2 separate regions of the Mus musculus genome follow, and region 1 is linked to region 2. Evidence: chromatin contacts called from public promoter capture Hi-C data. All regions are on one chromosome and are shown on one strand. The core of a region is the stretch at or near the end of the contact, and the rest is flanking DNA. Distances in the headings are between cores, read along the strand shown.

The links. Promoter capture Hi-C pulls out the DNA fragments that hold promoters and counts their contacts.
Region 1: a promoter capture Hi-C map of hippocampal neurons shows a contact between it and region 2, with 2.8 times the contacts expected there. The contact joins the enhancer-like site here to the promoter of Col13a1 in region 2. A contact is called at or near these places in 17 of 39 promoter capture datasets (the C10 cell line, the HPC-7 cell line, cranial neural crest and 10 more), 37 of 484 Hi-C or Micro-C datasets (the C10 cell line, the C2C12 cell line, CD8 T cells and 26 more), 9 of 115 datasets of contacts at active chromatin or transcription factors (craniofacial prominence, embryonic stem cells, neural tube and 1 more) and 2 of 9 other capture datasets (adipose tissue and pancreatic islet).

What each region holds. Positions count from the first base shown.
Region 1 is chr10:62,087,097-62,091,373 of GRCm38.p6, forward strand. No RefSeq gene overlaps it. Among named protein-coding and RNA genes, the nearest start is that of Fam241b, 22 kb to the right of the region's middle. Within about 2 kb of position 2,130, at least 12 of the 459 cell types and tissues checked have an H3K27ac peak or open chromatin away from gene starts, as enhancers often do. A contact at or near this core is called in hippocampal neurons, where this site is marked.
Region 2 is chr10:61,977,143-61,981,238 of GRCm38.p6, forward strand. It overlaps Col13a1 (collagen, type XIII, alpha 1), which reads right to left and starts at 1,966. Exons shown (of 41, transcript NM_007731.3): 1 at 1,207-1,966. The coding sequence starts at 1,494.

The DNA of each region.
Region 1 (4,277 bases), core at 880-3,379, 110 kb after region 2:
TGAGTGGATTGGCGGACGCTCAACGCCCACACTGTCGGTAAGAAAGAGTCTCTACTTCCATCACTATGGGCCTTTGGTGTATAAAAGGAAGCTATGAAGACCAGCCAGAAACATTCCTCTGTAACTGTGCAAGTAGTGGCCCCTTTTGTTTTGTTTGGGGGTGGTGGTGTGGAACATTTCTTGTTGTTTGTTTTGGTTTGCTTTGCTTTTGGTTGGTTGGTTGATTGAGACAGGCTCTCATGTAGGCCAGGTTAGCCTCAAACTCAACATGTAGCAGAGGATGACTTTGAACCCTGATCTCCTGCGTCCACTTCTGAGTTCTAGGACTTCAGGCACACAGCACCACACTAAGCTTGTGCACTGCAGAAGATGGGGGCCCAGGGCTTCATGCATGCTGGGCAAGCATTCTACCCAACCTAGCTATGAGCTCAGCCCAGCAATCCTGTATTTAACACCAAGCATCTTTTCTTCCCAGGCTGGTCGAATCCTCTCCTGTCTTTTGACATCTTACAAGAAGAGTCCTGGCTTAGTCTGAAGACTCCAAGAAAAAATACCAGGCACGCCATTCAAACCTTCAAAGAGCCCAGCCTTGGCCCGTGCCATGACTCATGGTTACTCCTGATTCCATGGAAGAGCAGAGCCTCTACACCTGTATAACACCATTGGGGCAGCAAGAGATCCTGTTGGGCTCAGCTGGTGCCAAGCTCCTGAGAGCTCCTTGAAACTTCTGACCTGGTATAACAGTACAGCCTGGGTCAGCAGTTATGACTTAGTCCTCATGGCTCCCGATGATCTGATGCAACAACCATCAGCTTCTCCTGGCCCCTATGCCCTGTGGTGGAGCTCAGGAAGAGGCATCTGCCATCTCGGGCATGCTCACAGAATGGCAATGAAAACCGGGAAAGACACGCCCTATGGATGCTGGATATGTACATGGAAGAGAAATGGCTTAGGTACCAGACACAGGGGCAGAGTAAAGGGGACAGTCACACTGGAGTGTTCCCAGGGTCTGGGCTGCTGAGAGGATAGTCAGAACCCAAGTACAGGCTTCCACCCAAGCCTGCCCATCCTATATCTAAAAGGGTCTCCAAACTTCTGGTGTGAACTCCAAGGTCCCTACGCAGAGCTTCTGAGGCAAGCTGGGCATGCCAAGGCCCTGGTGAGCGTCCTCCATGATGGCTTGGTTCTGGGATCCTGGTGGGTCACATGACTTGGTCTTTTCTGAATCCCTAGCCCTCCCTATGACCCTCCTGGTTAAAAAGAAGGTTCTCCCCGACCAGAAAACCCATTGTTTGCTCTCCTGGGTTATGTCTGCAAAGGTCCATGATCCAAGGACAGGCAGAAGACCCAGGCAGTACTGTTAAACCAGGTCGGAAGTTTCAAGGAGCCCTCAGGAGCTTGGCACGAGCTGAGCCCAACAGGGTATCTTGCTGCCCCGATGACTTTATATAAGTGTGGAGGCTCTGCTCTTCCATGGAATCAGGAGTAACCATGAGTCATGGCACGAGCCAAGGCTGGGCTCTTTGAAGGTTTGAATGGTGTGCCTGGTGTTTTTCCTTGGAGTCATCCCAGGGCACATTCACTGAGCTTTTAATTCTGTCTTTTAGAAAAACAGAGTCTCCCTATGTAGCACAGGCTAGTCCAGAACTTGCTGTGCAGGCTAGCCTTGACTCCTGATCCTTCTGCCCCAGCTTCCCGGGTTCTAGGATTACAGGAGTGAGCCACAGAGCTGTGTTTACCATTTCCTTTAGAATCCATGAGAACTGAAGGGCCCAGGGACTCTCCTGGCTCTCAGAGCTACGGAGCTCAGTCAGTTGGATCCAGAGCTCCAGGCTGAGCTGCTGGTATATCTGTGTGTCCTCCATGGGTCCCCTTCCTCCCTTTGAGTCTGTTTCCCAGCCCTTTCCCGTCTCTCCGTTAGCTCTGGCTTGTTCCTCTCCTTCATCTGTTTCCTGCCCCGGGGTACAAAGCACAGGGGATCAGAATGGTGGCTTGGTAGTCATTCTTCCCTGAACTTCAGGGCCGCACCAGGCTGAGAGATCCCATCTGAAGATCCTAGGCTAACCTGATGGATCTGAGCAATAGATCTCTGAGCAATCGATCTCTGCTCTAGCTGATTTCACAGAGGCAGCCACAGCCCAGCAGCAGCCTCCCTCCCACAGCCCAGCCACAGCCCAGCAGCAGCCGCCCTCCCACAGCCCAGCACTGCCAATTCCAGCGACCGCCCACCACTCCCATCAGGGCATCTTAAACTCTTTCCTCTCATGATTCCCTTCCTGGATAGGGTGGGTTTGGAAGCCCCGTGAGTACATACAGTAATGGCGATGCCAGGACCAGCTGTTAGGAGTCAGATCAACTTTATTTGGGGGTGATTCAAAGCTTATATAGTTTGGGGGATAGAAAAGTAGGGGTATCCAGGATGGGCTGAAGGCTTAAGATTCTGAGATGCCTCATTAGCACTGGGAAGCATTTCAGGAATCTCAGACCCTAGCTGAATGGGTTCTTATGGGGGAAGGAAGTTGAACCTGTAATCTGAACCAAGGCTTTGTGACATCCTGCAGGTAGAGGCATGTGGGGGCTAAGGTCAGAGAAGGGAGCCCTGTTAGTAAAAAATTAAATATGCATTGAACCCAGAAGGCTATCTGGACAATGGTAGACTTCAACTTTAACTAGCAGGGATTTCCCACACTGGGCATGTAGCATATAATACAAATAGAACATATAGGTATATAATATATAATACAAGTCATTCAAACATCTGCTGATAAGGAGTTATAAAAATATCTTAAAACAATTCTTCAAATGCATGTCATTTTAATATTTATTAAAGATGAAAGAAAATGTACACACAGAAGTGCCTGTTTGTTTTACATAAGGAATTAAATTTTGGCAGTGCAGGACAATATAAGATTCTAGTTCTCTGGAAAGTCAGTTATGTGAAATGTTTCACTGGGACACACAGGGGAAAGGATGTCTTGCTAAAGCAGACACAGGGGAAAGACTGTATGCTCTCCTGAAGCAGACACAGGAGAAAGGATGTTTTGAAGAACAGACATGGGAAAGACTATTTCCTGAAGCAGATGCAGGTGAAAGGATGTTTGGATGTAGCAGATACGTGAAAAGACTCTTGATGAAAGAGTATAAATATGACCCCACAGACAGTGGGAAAGCACTGAGCCTTGGTTTGGTTTGCTCCGCCTTGCTATTGTTTGCTAAAGACAGGATATATTGGTTCGCCTTGCATAGGATTGTTGAGCTCAACTTGTGGTAATGTTGCCATTGAGAGAAACTTGCCCGAGAACTGCACGTGAGGTTCCTGTGGCAGCTTGGCACTTATGTGGCCTTGCCTCAGGCTGGTTGGCAAGCCTGACGGTTTCTTCGGGATTAAACTACAGCTGCCTGGTATCTGCTTGCTGAAAGGACTGGACTGTAGCTGCTGGTTCGTGCCTGGTGTCGTCTGCCTGCCTGCCTAGAGGACTGGTCTGCAGCTGCAAAGTTGTGTTTGGTATTTGCTACAGGACTGAACTGCTGCCCAAGAAGATCCAGCTTGCCCCCAAGGACTATTGCTAACAGGTCCACTTCCCCCATATCCTAATAACTTTTGTCTTCTGCTACCTCTGCTGGGTGGTGGGCTAGAGGAGAGGTTGAACCCTTATTAAAAGTAGGCTGCACCGGGAGGTGGTGGTGCATGCCTTTAATCCCAGCACTTGGGAGGCAGAGGCAGGCAGATTTCTGAGTTCGAGGCCAGCCTGGTCTACAAAGTGAGTTCCAAGACAGCCAGGACTACACAGAGAAACCCTGTCTCAAAAAACAAAACAAAACAAAACAAAAAACAAAACAATAGGCTGCAAAAACTTTATCCTACAGGGGATCCTCAATGTATTTCAGAGTTGACCAAAATTTTGACTTTAACTGCCAAAACTGGTCATGACATATGAGTTCAACGTACAAAATTACAGAAGCATTTTAGAATAACTTCAGAAATGATTTGAAATTCTGCCTAAATCTCAAGCCAACATTTATTTAATTTACTATAGTATTTTTATGGTAATGTGTTTTGTTTGCACGTACCCACGTGTACCACATGCATGCCTGGCACCTGCAGAGGTCAGAAGAGGGTATTAGATCCCCTGGAAATGGAGCGACAGACGGATATGAGCTGCCATGTGGGTGCTGGGGATTGGTCTTCTGCAAGAGCAACAAGTGCTCTTCACTGTTGAGTCAACTCTCCAACACCATGATTTTTGTTTTAATGAAATTTTTCAGCAACCCAATCT
Region 2 (4,096 bases), core at 716-3,215:
AGAGCCCAGAGACTGCCCCCAAGCCTAGGGAACTGTGGGTGGCCTGACTGAGTCTTCTTAGTTCTGACCAGTCATGGCAATGGGCTGTAGCAGCAAGCGTGGGCCACCCTCTATGCTGTAGCCTGTGACTTCCCCCATGGGGCCATCTAGGGAATTACTATAAAAGAAGCACCCAAGAGAAACCTAACTGCGGGAGAGACCTAACCAACCCAATTAGATCTGGCTAATGCTCGCCATCATTCTGTAAGCTCAGAGAGGTTACAGTATGTGTCCCAGTTTGCACAGCATCCCAATAAATCCCAAGATAGGTAGAAAAGGACAGAGCTACTTGCTGGCTTTTCAGCAGCACCCTTTCAGTTACTATCTCACACACCTCCCATTGTGCTCTTCAGATTCTCTTAGGCCGCCAGCCCCACTCCATCTTGGGTTCCGCTTTCCCTCCTTATCGCCCACACCCACACTCCGCCCCACTGGAGTCTGCATTTCCCGCCTCCCCAGGGAGGATGGCATTGCCACGAGCACTCTCAGGATTCCCCGAGCAAAGACATGCATTAGTAACTTTTTAACTACCTGGGAAGGGAGACTTTTGAGAGAGAGCTGCATCCTTTCCGCAGTTGCAGGGATTGAGTTAGGATCATTCCAGAGGCCACAGCCGGAAGAGTCATAGGTTAACGGGACCCTGAGGAGGACTGAGCCAGGAAACTCACACTTGGGCCCTAGGGGCCAGAAACAGCAAACAGGGACCAGCAAAGAGCAATCCACTTTAGAAATTGTCCCTTTAGGTCCTTAAATGGCTCACTCTCTTTCCCTGCTTCCAAATGTGACCATAAAACCAGGCAGCACTCACCCTCGTGGAGCGGACAGGGCCACCAGAGCCCCCCTGCAAGCGTGCACCCAGACTATTTCCCGCAACCAGCCCTGGCGGCCTCTGCGCACCTTTTGCGCGCCCTGCTTTTCTCCACCTGACCGCCGCGCGCGTAGGGCGCCCCCAGCGCAAGACCCCGGGGTCTCCCGGAGCTGGGAGGTCCCGCGCATGGTGCTCTGAATACCTGGCAGCTCAGCAGCGATCCCTACCCACAGTTCTAGGACAGGCAACCTGGGCGAGCGTGCAAAAGAGCGCCGGCCCGTGCCGGCCCGTGGAGTCCCGGGACTGCGCGAGGGGGCGCCTCGGGGTGGGGATAAAAGGCAGCAACAAAGGGCACAAACCTCGTCCAGCAGTTGGTTGACTCGTCCCAAAATAGCTTTCTCCATCTGCTGCTCCCCGCGCTCTGCTTCCAAGCGCAGCACCCGGGCCTGCAGCTCCGCGGTCCGAAAGTGGGCGAGCAGGCTGAGCGCCAGCGAACACAGCGCTAGAGCCAGCAGTCCGCAGCACCCGGGGCTCGGCAGCCTAGCGCACTGCTCAGCCAGCGCCACTGTCCCGGGCCCCGGAGCGCCCAGCTCCCCAGGGCCGCGGCTGCCAGAGGCTGCCGCTTTGCGGGTGCGCTCCGCCACCATGCCCTCGCGTCTTGAGAGCCAATAAATAAATAAATAGAATAAATAAAAACGAGATCCAAGAGGCGCGATCCAAACTGAGAGGCAAGGGGAAAGGGGGTTAACGTGGCTAGAGGACGTCCCTTTCCTTTGCTCGCCAAAGAGGACCGAAAATGAGCAGTCGGAGTCGGGAGCAGCCAAGAGCCACCAGCAGACGCGATCGGAGTACGCCAAAGTAAGAAAAAAGTTATTTCGAAGAATGTTCCAAGTTCGGGGATCTGGCCCCGCTCCCCACTCTTTCCCTTCTCTCTTCTGCAGAGTTCTCGGGCTGGTGCGACGCTCGGGGTCCTTCTGGGTGTTTTGTGTCTCCGGGGAGAACGGGTGTCAGTCCCCGGGCGAAGGGGCACGCATGCAGGGCCCCATGGGCAGAGGTGGGTCGTGGCTGCAGTGAGCCGCGCTGGGGCCGATTCTGGCGCCTCTGTAACTTGACACAGCCGGCGCGGCCGCGCGGATCGGATGAGCGCCGGGCGCTACTTCCCAAACTAATCTCCTGCGCCCCTCCCTCGCCCTCCTCCCGCTCCTCCTCCGCCTCCTGCGGGGCTGCGGCTGGGGTTTGTTTATTTATGCAAAGTCGCCTGGGGTGGGGGGCGTGGTGTGCGGGGCCCCGCCGACCTCGGTAGCCCCCGTCCGGGGCTCCTGGTGCCCTTTGAAGTGACACTTGGGGTTATTTATAGGCGGGGAGGGGGTATGGGGTGGAGCGGAGGCTGCGCTCCTTTTCCCGTCCAAAGATTCACACTCAAGACCTCAAAGACATAGGGACCTGGCATCACAGCACCCCGCTTTCCCAGAACATCGGGGACCCTCCTGCCACCCAATGCACCGCACCACAGCACTCCTCTTTCCTAGGGCCTGGGTGGTGGGTGGTGGTGGGTGTGGGGGACCCTGCGGGCAACCTGTTGAATCACTGTCTGGACGCCTGCTTGGTCCTGTACGTCCTGAGTTGGGAGATCTGCAGTGACAGCAGACAATCTCTCCCTCACCATTTCTACCCAGGGCCCTGCTCTTTGCAGGTGTCTCTGGTGGGACCATGCCACCAACCACAGATTCGCTCAGAGTGGTAAACCCAGCGCCTCGGGGCAGCGGTATTGACCCCCCCCCCCACCTTTTCTCTTTCAGAACTAAACCTAAAGACCTACAGAACAGAAATTTATCAGGGGTCACGCCCATCGCCCGGGTTTATCCTAGGATGTCTAACAGGCGCGGGCGGGTGCGGGGAGGGGGGCGGGACTCTTATTTATGTTGAGCTGAGACGCATAGCAGACTAGCCAACCTAGGATTGCAAGCCATCAAAGGCGGGCAGTTCTCATACATACACACTCCATCTCCCCTTATCCACCTCAAAGCTAACCCTGTGGTGGCTTCCTTGACTGCCACGAGCTAGTGGTCTTTGGGAGTTCTGCATTTGGTATTTTCCTCTCTTTTCTACCCCCGCTCCCCACTTTGAGTGACGTTTGTCAGTAGACTTTTCATTTCCTTGTGCCTCTAGACACTCCTGAAAATGAGGTGGTGGGGCTGAAGCATCGGGCAGGGGAGGGTAGGCTGGCCCTTGAACTGTGAACCGGAAGTGGGGGGTGACAGAGGTGTGGGAGTGAGCGTCCTTTCCTAGTAACAAGGCAAACTTTACATTTTGCATGTTGACCAGTGAGAAGGAGCGTTATATGCAATGCAAACATTAGTGTGGAGTGCACACCTAACGGAATGGGAGCTTGTAATACAGTACTTATATAGACTTAATGTAAGACTGACTGCTAGGTAGTTGGATACCACGGAGAACTACTACGAGGCTAGAAAGCAATGCAGCTGACAGGACTGGTGCCCAGGAAGTCCCAATGTCAAGATTTCCTTGATGTGTCTCATTAACAAACAGGCCTCTGGGTCTCCAGCCTGGTCAAGGGATATCTCCTCCCAGTACAAATGCCTGAGAACTCAGAGGCACTCAGAACCACTAGGGGGCGCTGGAGAGTTTCTCAGCAGCAGTGTTCACTACAGGAAATTGAGCAAGTTGAGGCTTCTTCACGCCCTGCCCGGATCAGTCTGAAATGCCGTTTGAACTGACACAGCAAAACTGAAAACATTTCGGGCCTGAAGTATTTTTGAGATTGGTGTTTCAAGACTCAGGTAGCCTTGGTGTGGTAGCCTGAGTTGAGCCTCGCAATGGAAAAAAAAAGTTCAAACCCAAGGCTCTAAGTGACCCCATGCAGTCAGAAAAATGAATGAAAAAAAAGCCCTTTTCCGATGGTGGGTTTAAAATAAACCAGGTGTAGTGGTACGAGTCTGTAATCCATGCACTTGGAAGGCAGAGGCAGGGGGATGGTAAATTCAAGGTCATTCGTGGTCACATGGTGAGTTTGAGGGCAGCGAGGGCTATATGAGATCTCATTTCAAAGAAAAGCTAACTAAATAAAATGGGCTTATAATAAAGGATCTAGATTTTTCAGGAGGATTTAAAGAAGAGGTGAATGTAACGCAGACAGTAGGCACTCAGTAAGTAAGTAGTATCTCATAGGAGCTCATGGCTGCAGGTGCAGGCTGACACACACACCCCTGCTGCCTCCTCCATCTACAG